Linked DNA regions of Mus musculus: region 1 is linked to region 2. The links are chromatin contacts, called in public HiChIP or PLAC-seq maps. All regions are on one chromosome and are shown on one strand. Each heading gives the region's core, a stretch centred on a gene start, on an enhancer-like site or on the middle of the called end of the contact. The rest is flanking DNA. Distances are from core to core; before and after follow the strand shown.

Region 1 (5,713 bases), core at 1,441-3,940, 320 kb before region 2:
TTAACTCTCTACTGATGGGGTTGTGAAATCCAAGAAGCCTAGAGAAATTATGTAGAGAGGACGACATGGACAAAGCTGGCACTCTTTCCTGCCTCTCTTTCACCTCTGTTTCTCTCTTAGTGTTGAAGATCACTTTGTGCCTTGGAATAATAAGAACACACTCTCCTTTGAGCTCTATCTCCAACCCAAATGGGAGCAGGCCTTCATAGTTCCGTAAAGAAGACATATGGAGTCAGGGATCTCAGCACATGCCTTTGATCCCTAGCATGCAGAGGCAGGGCAGGTCTCTGAATCTGAGATCAACCTGGGTCTATGCAGTGCCTTCCAGGCCAGTCAGAGCTACACAGTAAGACCTTGTCTCAAAAACAAACAAGCAAAACAAAAAACAAAAAAATCCAAACATATATATATATATAGATGTCCCAGCAGATCAGTAGCTGGCAATGTTTGTCATCGAAGCCTGATGGCCCGAGTTCAGTCCCTGGACCCTAAGTAAAGGGACCTCACACCGCATGGCTTATATCTCCACATTCAGACAATGAAACTGAAGCTTACAAACAAATCTTGGCACAGAGATAAAGATCAGCCAAATAACCCAAAAGATGACCTAACAGCCAAACTTTTGGAATTTTATAGATCTAAATTACTGTCACCTTTATATCAAATATTTGTTTGTTGGGGGAAAATATAGCAATGATATCCAGTATAATATATCAAGTTATATCAGTATATATCAAGCTATAGATAATACGACAATGTCTCTGATTTTGGAAAGTACAAAAGAACTTTCCCATTAAGAAATTTGTCATTCTAGGAGGCTACAGAAAAAGGTCACTTGTTCTTCTAAAAGGCCTAAGTCTGGCTCCTGATAACCGTACTGGATAGCTCACAACCACCTGTCACTCTAGCGTGAGGGAATCTGTCACCTTCTTCTGGCTTCTGCAGCAGCCCCAACACATATAGCAGACACATACACACAATAAAATAAATCTTTTTTAAAATTGTAATTCTTGGTGAAATATGAGTGCAGCTGTGGTTGTCTGAATAGGAGGTGTGGCCTTGTTGCAGAAATGTGGGGATGGGCTCTGAGGTCTCATATGCTCAAGCTACACCAAGTAAGGACAGTCCCTCTCTAGCACCATGTCTACCTGTATGCCATCATGTTTCCTGCCGTGCTGATAAAGAACTAAGCTGTTCAAACTGTAAGCCAGCCCCAAATTAAATGTTTTCCTTTATATGAATTGCTATGGTCATAGTGTCTCTTCACAGAAATAACACCTGAACTAAAACAACAACTTAAGTAAAATCAAAAATCTCTTACCTCTAATATCTGCCGCCCATATGTTTTTATTTGCTGGAGTTCAAGGCCCTGGGTTTTCTTAGGGTTGCAGTATTTCTTTAGGAAGGGGTCCTTTGGTTTTGCCTTTAGAAAAGAATCAACCATGCATAAAGAGCTAGAGGAGGCAATGTTTACCACAGGCTTCCTGAAAAGCTAGGAAAGACTCTAGGAGGAGTCAGCCAGGGGCCCCAGCACACAGGATATGGGGTCTGGTGCTGTTAACCCAATAGTCTGCAGCTGAGGTAAAGAGCCTGGTCTGAGCTCTAGTTCTCCTGTACCCAAGGGACGACACACTGCATCTCACCCTAGGCCATCCCCGAGTCTTGCCTACTGTAGGAATTTCCCAGGACTGCTCTGCTCCATGCAAAGTATAAACTTGCAAACTCACCATCAGAGCAGCCTACCATGTAATAGACAGACACCCACTTCTGCTCATGGGAAAGACATGCTATTCAAGCAAACTAGTCTTTCCGAATCAGATCTAATTGTGTCCGTTTGTTTTTGCGATAGGGACTATGTGACCCAGGTTAGACTGAAATTCATAAGCCTCCTGGCCAGTCTCCCAAGAACATGGGATCTCACCATGCTATGCTTAAAATGTAAAAATTAAAGTTCATGGGGCTTAAGGGGGGAAACGACTTAATTATAATCTTGAGGAAAATTATTTTTTAAAATTTCATGGGGCCTAACTTTTGGAAATTTATATATCAAGCATCAAAACGGATTCTAAAGGGACTGAAGAAATCTATAAGCTTGACCAGCTTGATTTATAAGTGGTACCTTGTAGATCAGATCCTTCAAAGTTCCCTTCTCATTAAAGGCTCTAATCAGCAATGCGGAGGACTCGCTAGCCGTGGCAAAGGTGACCCGATAGATGTAAGGGTGCTGCCAAAACAAAAGAAGAAATTCAGGTTACTTTACACCAGAATCTAGGGCCTTTTAGATTCATGTTCTCTTTCCGGAGAGGCAAGCACCCGTGGCTGGTTTAGTTTTATGCAGATGTGCCACTTCCTGAACTCAGGCTACTTTTAAGTGACTAGAGGATCCACTAGCTCCTCTCCCTCGGATGGGAGGAGGGGAGAAGTGACAAGAAGGAGGGGCAAGCTCCACACCTGAGGCCTTGCTTGGCTAAGCCCCTCATGAGAGGTCTCTGAAAGCCCCCTCACTCTGCTCTGTGCATCCAGATTTCAGGCAAAACCGCGGTGGCAGAGAAGAAAAGGGCTGAGTTTTAATTAAGAGCCAATAAAGAACTCAATCAACAGTCGCTCAGCAGTCAGAGCAGCTACGTGGGAGAGCAGGCCAAGTGTGTCTCTGCTCACAGCTTTGCCGCTTACTCCACACTGCTGCTTGGATGCCAAGGCAGGGAGCATATCCACTTGGGAGCTGCATGAGCAGCGTGCTTTGGTATGGAAGGCAAAGCGTGGACTTCCCTGACTTCCTACACAAGTCTGCAGTATGCGGCGGATTCAGTGTCTTCCGCAGCTGGGACCCAAATGCCAGCCAGCAAGGTAGGTAGACAAATTCTTTAAAGACTTAATGTGCTCCTAAAACCTGGAACTTTGGTTACATGGACAAGAAGCCTGACTGACTGCTCAGGCTCTAGGTAACCTGAGCGGGCGAATGACAAAGAGCCCTTTGCTGTCTGAGCTGCCTTTGTCAGGCTAACTCGCTGGCCTGGGGAAACGTTCATTACTTATTCTAATGCACAGTCCTAATCCAAGAGCTTACTTGGATTATCACCAGGACATATTCAAAATATGTCTGAGATCTGACGTGCAAACGGGCCAATGTGAATCCATTACCTAGAAGGAGTTGCTTGAGGACTGAGCCACCAAGCCCAGCTAAGGTGCATATCTTTGTTGTTGTTTTACTGATATTTTTTTTCCAAGACAGGGTTTCTCTGTGTAGGCCTTCGCTGTCCTGGTACTTGCTCTGTAGATGAGGCTGGCCTGAAACTCTGAGACCCTACCTTGGCTTCCCTGGTGCTGGAATTAAAAGAGTGCACCACTACCATCTGGCTTAATGTGTATTTCTTATATGCACTATGTTGGGATATGGGGGTGGGGCTGTTTTTGTTATTTGAGGCAAAGTCTCACTATGTTGTCCAGGTTGGTCTTGATTTTGTAACCCCCCTACCTCTGCCTCCAATACTGGTACAGTAGCACTGCTGTTGGTTTTGTTTTTGTTTTAATTTTTTTGGATTTATTTATTTTATAAAGTATGAGTATTTTTCCTACAGGTATATATGCACATTATATATGTATCCGCTGCCCACGGGGGACAGTGGCAAAGCGTGACAACTGGAATTACGGATTGCTGTGAACTACCATGTAGATGCTCAAAATCAAACCCAGGTATCCTGCAAGAACAAGCGTCCTAGCCTCTGAGCCGTCTCTCCAGCTCCTTCTTTCTTGTTCTTGTCTTTTTTTTTTAAACATTCATTATGAGTAATTTTAAATCTGGGTGCTAACTGTGCCTGGTGGTTCAAACCTATAATACCAGAGTTATGAGACAGGGGCAGGAAGATCAAAAGTCCAAGGCCAGCCTGGGTCACAGAGTTAGCTCAATGACAACCTGGGGAACTTGGTGCAACCCTATCTTAAAATAAAAGATAAATGACAGGTGGGGGCATAGTTCAGTGGTGGAGCATCTGCCTAGCATATACAAAGCTCTTGATTCAAACTCAATTACTGCAAATAACAGCAACAAAAATCTGGGTTCTTGAATGCCTATCATACAACCACTCAAACTCGAGACCATAGCATTTTTCTTGGATGTAGATCACACCTCATTAAATCATGGCCTTATTGCTTTAACAAGATGAATTCAAAGGTGAATGCGATGGACAAGCCACTCCATAAAGCAATTAATTCTGGTGTATGGAAAACAGGTAATTAACACTAACCCAGCCATAGGCCAAACTCCAGTCTTTACTGAGACACTCTGTACGAAGTAAGTCTATCAGTGTGGGTTCTTCCAACCAAGGCCTTAAATTAGGACTGTCCATTAGTCCAAGCAATGCATGTCTCTCTAAGCCAGCTCATTAGCCTGTGGAAAGTAGCTCAGACAGCAAAGTGGCTCCTTTTGTCATCCTCTCGCCCAGCTTACCTAGCCCCTGAGAAGTTAGTGTCCTTCTAGAAAGAGATCTTGGAGTCCCACTGATAAAATGCTCAATAAGAGCAAGAGGTTCAGAAAAGTGTCTCTATCTTACTCTGATATGTGATTAAAATACAGACTGCATTTAAACAGCTATCATTAATGGGCCAAGATGTCACCAACACTGGCGTAAAGGACGTCACATCTGTGGGACTAGCCTGCACACTTCTGGTCTGAGTGAAAAGCCACTGTTCCTTTTCATTTTCTTGAGACCACAGAGTATTTTCCAGGTCTCCTATCTAGGTTCACCCTCAAGAGAACACTGACCCTGAGCAGCAGTGAGGCAGCGGGAGGACTTGTACTTACCACACAGGAAGGCAGAAGTTTGATTAGACACTGAAAATCTTTATCTGACAAGTACTTGTCTGGGCCAAGATCAGCCTGGAAATGCAGAAGAAATACCAGAGCACTTTAGCACTTTACTCACTGCAAGAAAAATTCCTCATGTCTTTTCCCCTAACTTTATTTGTTCCAGTTCTTAATTATAAACCAAAGACAGAAATCATATTAAGCTTGCTGCTTCTAGGCCTTTTCTGGAGAGGTGGTGTGTGCACATATGAACATCAGGCTATGACTGATGTGTGCACATATGAACATCAGGCTATGACTGGTGTGTGCACATATGAACATCAGGCTATGACTGGGGTTTCATTTAATTCCATTACCAAGTATGTCATGACAACTCCCAGTGGGAAATAGATGAGATAATATCCAATAGCTTTGGGGGGTGGGGGGGACACACCTCAAAACTGTCAGTCCTAAATCCAGGCTGTCCCTATATCCTCCTGAACATTTATTACTTGACCAATTGTATAGCCAGAGGATTTGAAACGACTCTTTTTTGACGTAGGATTGAAAAAAGCACAGTAAAAGTGCTAAGAGTCTCCTATCAAAACTCTTCCATATACTACCCAAACCTCCTGGAATATATGAAAGCAAAAGACTGTTTACCCAGCTTAGCACCAGCCGCTCCTTTGGTTGGTTTTTTATTTTCATCAAGAAATATTTCTTCCTTATCCTCCAACCTGCCACAAAGCAGAAAGGTGCTTATAGTGTCAGTATTTTTGCAACAATTGATATAAATGTCAATCTTAGCCTTATCTACATAGGGTCCAATCACTTAACCATGTGTATACAGAAAGCTACTCTATAAAAACAACAGAGACTACATTTACTACATTTACAGAAAAGCCAGTAGGACAGAACGTCAATCTAGAC
Region 2 (5,764 bases), core at 2,402-4,901:
CTAGGGTGGGACCAACTTCTGATAAACCACAAATGTGAGCAAACAAATAGCCATGGCTGTCTTTCAGAAGTTATTGGCAGATATGTCACTGGCCTCTGGCAGCTGCTGACCATCTCATGTCTCACAGCTGGGTTTACGGACATGATTCTAAAGGTTCTCACAGTGTAAACTGTTGGGCGTTAGCCACGGTGTACAGCGATGCTCTGAATTCATCCAATAAGCATCCCCCGTTATGGAGTAAACATGAGCCCCCGGAGAACAAGAATGCTCAATAAAACGCCACCAATGGAGACAGCAGCTATTCCTCAACAGTCAACCAACCGCAAGACAAAACACCTCCTGACAGTTACAACATTTAATTCCAGGAGATGTCATCACAGCTCAGAGGATTAATCTTGCCTCTCTCTCATCAAAGACCCCCATGATCCCTACCTACTGCGTCTGAGGCTAAGGTTCAGACTGTGGATATCCAGCTTCAACACCCTGGAACTGCAAAGTGTAAGTAAGCTCTACCAACCCTTCTATGCAGGGAAGAGGAAGGGAGGCTGTATTGGCTCTCTGACACTAGAAAGAAATCCACTCGAAGTTCAAATTCAATAGCTTGGCAATCATGCATTCTGGGCTCCGTGGGCTTCCTAGCCCTGTTGCCTCTAGAATTTGGTTCATTTCTGTTTCCTGTCTTTTTAAGTAGGAAACACTAATACTAACAACAGCATCATTAACAACAGCAACTGCTTTCTAAGTAACATGTGGCAGCCTAGGACAGAACTCAACCCCTGCCTGACCCTCTAGGGGACTGTTAGAGAAGATCATTATCAGAAGGACATTAATTGATATCAATTGATTGATTATCCTGGCTATTCAATGGGAACAGTCAACAGAACATACAGTGGGTGGCCCTAGTAAAAACTGTCATGGCAAGCACAAGACAACACACGCGAACCAAGGTCCAAGCCAGATGACATTTTTTTTGGGCTGGTCATTACCTATGACATCTATCCCTAGGCCTAGGCTCCATTTCTTCCTGCAGCAGTCTGGGCCCCTGGCAAGATGGATAGGTCTCCAGAGGCTGGAAAACCTGTTTGCTGAGAGATCTTTCTGGAAAGCAATAGGGAGGCTAGGGAGGAGTTGTATGTGGTCACACCCTCTAACCTAGGAATACTACTCTGGGGAATATGATCCAAGAAGTATTTTAAAGAGACAAATCAAACAGTACAACTTGTGAAGGACTACTGACACAGCTGGCCATGGGTAACAGATGAATGGAAGATAACTGTGAGATGTTAGGCAATGGGGGGCTCAGGCCTCAGCAGGTTCGAGTGGAAATCATGAGGACCAATTAGAAAACTGTGAGGGACCACCAGGCAAGGCCAGAATGAGACCCACAAGCTTGGAGGAGCATGGCTGGGAGCAGCAGCCCACGAGTAAACAGCTAGTCAATTAGGAAGTCCTTGATTTTCTGGGGCTGTGATTTCTTTTCTTTCTTTTCTCCTTCTCCTTCTCCTCCTCCTCTTCCTCTTCCTCCTCCTCCTCCTCCTCCTCCTCCTCTTCCTCCTCCTTCTCCTTCTTCTTCTTCTAAAAGCAGTTCTGTCAGGTTTAACTCCTGGTTTAATTTAATTTTCTTTGTTGAGTTAATGAAATACATATAGCATTTAAAACAATGGATGAAGGCAAGTCCAGCTCAGCCAGGCAGGCTTTGAAAATCACTCTTCATAGGAAAGTAGAGTTCCTGTAGAATTCTGAGGTCCTCCCTCCTCAATAAAAGAGATGCCCACCCCCCATGTGATGCACCCCTGGCAGCTTCCTCCACTGAGAACCCACCCCTGGGAGGGAGAGCTTGCTGGGAGGCAGGCTGGTAGCTAGCGGCCTGGCCCCAGGAAGTAGCAAGCGCATCTACCTGCCAGCACAGGTGTGGGGAAAGTCCAGGGCGAGGCCAGGAGGAGGCTCAGTCCAGAGGGAACCCCTTTCCACTAGAGAAAGTCCCAGAAGCCACACCCACCTTCCTTCCTTTCTGTCACTGGAGTCACTAGAATGGCCTTGCTTCCTCAGGAAGAAACCTCAGCCCTAAGAATCCCTTTCACGAAGTGCACACATCCTCTACATAATACTTTGCACACCCACTGTGTACGGAAAAAAAAAACTTTCATAAATAGATGCTATATGTGCACACACGAATGCCTACGGGGGCAAACAAGTGAGCCCGGGCATAATACACACCTCCCTTGTCCATCACAAAACACATTCTCAAGAGCCCTGTTTTCTCTTTAGAAGCCTAAAGTACTCGAGGTCTTAATTCTCTCACCCAAGGCGGGAGGAAAAAAGCAGGACTCAAACTCTCTCAGGAAGACCCAGGAAAAGGGGGTGGGGACTGCTTTACTTCTAAGTTGGACCACATTGGAGGTGGCCCTGGGAACGTCAATTAGCCCGGTAAACGTCCCCTCTTCTGTAAAATGGGCCTAAGAACATCTCAGGCCACCGGACGTCAATAACTCAGAGAGCCACACAGCCAGCGCCAGTCAAGCCCTTTTCTACACACATTAATTATTATCAACCACTAAATTATCTCAACCTGAAGGAACCGGCCAGCGCTGAGCCAGAGCTAGGAAGTGAGGACATTCCCCTGTGACGCCCCTTCCAACCTCAGAGCCCACACCCATTCCGGTCTAAGAAGGGGAGGGTCTCAGGTCCTCGTCTCCACCTAGGTGGTGAGATCCTAAGCAAGAGAGCGGTCGCGGTCGCGTCCTAGGTCTCCACGCCCAGACTCGAAGCCAACGCCCTTTCAGCCGGGCGGGTCACTCAGCTCTAGGCGCACCTGGCTAGCGTAAAGTAGGGATTTGGTACTTGAGTCCACGGCGTTGTCATTAGGGTCAGCAGACGATTTCCCCAGCAATCCCAGGAGTTCCCGCAAATTAAATTCCAGGTGTGACTGGAAGGTCTGAGTGCTTAACCCACCCCAACACTGCAGCGGCACCGCCAGGAGCACCGTGTCGAGCAATCACGCCAGGTCCCAGCCCACAGATGGCACCGCGGAAAGGCCTATGTTCCTAGGTCCTCATCCCAGGACCATCTCCCCCTCCCTCACACCCGGGAAGCGATGCGCAGTGGGGCGCGCTGCCGGATACCCCCCGATTACTGCAAATTTAGGGCCTGGCCACAACACTCACCAATGGACACGAGCTTAATGCTTTCGTGGTCTAGGAACTCCAGAGCCACAGACACATTCTCCAGCTTCATCTGTCTGAAGGTGGGCCGCTGATGGTACTTGTGGTGCATGCGCTTCTGGCTGAGCACCTCGAGCAGCGCGATGAGCCGTAGCCCGTCGCTCAGGTCGGTCTGCAGGTTCCCGATGCGTTTATTCACACACTTGAGGTGCTCGTTGCACCAGCGCGTGAACGTGTTCTGCTGAATCTTCTTCCACGGCGCGTCCTCCGCCAGGTCTTTCTCCGTCACCGGCATCCTGGAGGCAGAGAGTACGCGGAAACAACGAGCTGCAGGGACTGAGATGAAAAGCCCCAAGGGCCCGGGGAAGGGGAACTGAGGCAAGTGGGGAGAGGGTTAGAAAGCGCTGCTATACTAGCCGCAACAGGATCAGGACTGCCTTCGTCCGTCCCCGGGCGCGAAGTAGCCTGGCCTGGCGCCTGCGCGCTACGCCGCCCCGCCCCCGAGGCTCCGCCCCGTTTCTACCCTATAGAAGCGAACTCCTTAGCTGCGCTCGCCCTCTACGGTCCAAAGCCTGCATTACGCCGGAGGGTAGGGTGGGGTGGTGCTTCCTAAGTATCCCCAACCTGATGTACTGCCCAGCAAGGAGAAAGTAACTTGGGAAAGGCCTAGAATAAGGGCACACGAGGAGGCGGGGGACTAGCCTAGAAGGAATGGTTGCGTCAAGAGGGAATATGCCACCCATCTATAGGTTCAGTGAGAGGAAAGTGTTTTTCTCAGAGTCTGCACGTAAATTAGACACGTTGATTTCTAAATGAAAAGGAACTCAGAGCTGGGCGTGGTGGCGCATGCCTTTAATCCCAGCACTTGGGAGGCCGAGGCAGGCGGATTTCTGAGTTCGAGGCCAATCTGGTCTCCAGAGTGAGTTCCAGAACAGCCAGGGCTACACAGAGAAACCCTGTCTCGAAAAAACAAAAACAAAACAAAACAAAACAAAAAAGAAAGAAAGAAAAGGAACTCAGCCTTAAAGTCCAATACCACGTCCATCTGAGTAGCAGTAGTGAAAACGAACTGTTTTCTATGGCTATTAGAAGTTTTTTGCTGGTGTAACACAGATTTCCTGTCTTGCATGTCAGTAAGTTAGATGTCCCGTCTGGGGTTCATTGGCCCAAGGCATTTCTTGCTGGAGCTTCTGGGAAATAATCTGCTCCTTTGCCGTGCCAGATTCTAGACGCTAGGTGCATGTGTTGGCTTACGATGCCTTTCTTGTCTTCAAAGCCGGTAAAACAAGGCACAGATACCTTTTTCACCCTGTCATCTCCTCAGTTCTCCATAGTCAGGTCTTCCTAGAACTCTCTTGAAGACCCTGTTGACTGTATTAGGCAAATTGATTAGTCCAGAAGATCTTGTTATGTTTTATTTTTTTTAACTATGATGGCCAAGAAAGGGCCGGATAAATGGGTCATGGCACCTACTGACCGGTGTCCCTCTTCTCTTCCCTTTGCCTGAGAATTCAGTTCCTTTCTCTCCACATCCCAAGCCTGGTAGCCCTCAGCTCAGCTTGGCTGTCTCCCCCCTGGCCCCCCAGTGTCGAGGAGCAGATGGAGATCTAAGGTCTCGAAGAAACTGAAGATACGTGTCTGACATGAATGATATCTGTTCCATGCTGGTCTGCATACCCCAGCAAGAGGTCTAGAGTGATCTCAACTACAGCTGAGTACCTGGTGTAGAATTGCCATATGAGATGTAGACGACAGATGAGTGAGTGGGTGAATGGATGGATGTGTGCTTGCAGACTGAGGGGGGCAGCCTTCATCCTGCATGCAGAATCAACTGGGGTGTGGGACACCCATCGTGTGAGACCTACAGCCTGACATTTCAGGCCTGAAGAATCTACATCCTGTCCCTGCCCTGGGTGGGGTGTTTGCTCTACTCATTTCCACAAAGCAATTAACTGCAAACATATCAATCCAAGGAGATTGATACTAGAAAGCCCAACAGTCCTTCCTGCCTTATAAGGAAGCTCTTGTCACTGACCTCTGCTGGTTCAGGCTCCCAGTGTCTGCTCTCATTCCAGCTTTTATACTTTCCTTTGGTATGGAAGAAACAGTAATAATACTAGGAGAACACCTCACAGTTTATCTTAGTGACTTAGCTTTCTGAGTCCTTATACACCCAGGGAGCGAACCTGGATCCTTAACTTCATTTTCGTTTGCTTGCCATTTTCCTTGTCCATAACATCAGATCTAATTATCTCTCCAGATTGAACTCCTGAGAGTGGGTGTGGGGGGACCTTTGCCACACAGAACTTGGCTCACTTACCCCTTCCTCCTGGAGGGAAACGTCAGCTATCTACAGGGTGTCACTAGACCATGCAACCGTACAGTCGAGTACAGAACAATAGGGCAAAGCTTCTGGTCCTATATAAATACAGGTTGTATATGTGTATATAATTACCTGTCGGTGCATAAAATACCTCTGGGATGATTCATAAGCAAACAGTAACCAAATTCATAGCCAACATTACGTTGGCGAGACAGAGTCCTTATACACCCATTTTCTTTCTTTTCTCAAGATTTATTTATTGTATGTATATTTATTTATT

The links. HiChIP or PLAC-seq counts read pairs in DNA pulled down with a chosen protein or histone mark.
Region 1: an H3K4me3 HiChIP or PLAC-seq map of embryonic stem cells shows a contact between it and region 2, with 20 read pairs. The contact joins the enhancer-like site here to the promoter of Flnb in region 2. A contact is called at or near these places in 2 of 39 promoter capture datasets (cranial neural crest and maxillary cranial neural crest), 1 of 115 datasets of contacts at active chromatin or transcription factors (embryonic stem cells) and 2 of 9 other capture datasets (adipose tissue and liver).

What each region holds. Positions count from the first base shown.
Region 1 is chr14:8,137,153-8,142,865 of GRCm38.p6, reverse strand. Pxk (PX domain containing serine/threonine kinase) reads right to left here. Exons shown (of 18, transcript NM_145458.4): 6 at 5,447-5,520; 7 at 4,802-4,876; 8 at 2,120-2,224; 9 at 1,322-1,423. Among named protein-coding and RNA genes, the nearest start is that of Pdhb, 33 kb to the left of the region's middle. Within about 2 kb of position 2,690, at least 29 of the 459 cell types and tissues checked have an H3K27ac peak or open chromatin away from gene starts, as enhancers often do. A contact at or near this core is called in embryonic stem cells, where this site is marked.
Region 2 is chr14:7,815,844-7,821,607 of GRCm38.p6, reverse strand. It overlaps Flnb (filamin, beta), which reads right to left and starts at 3,651. Exons shown (of 46, transcript NM_134080.1): 1 at 3,165-3,651. The coding sequence starts at 3,456.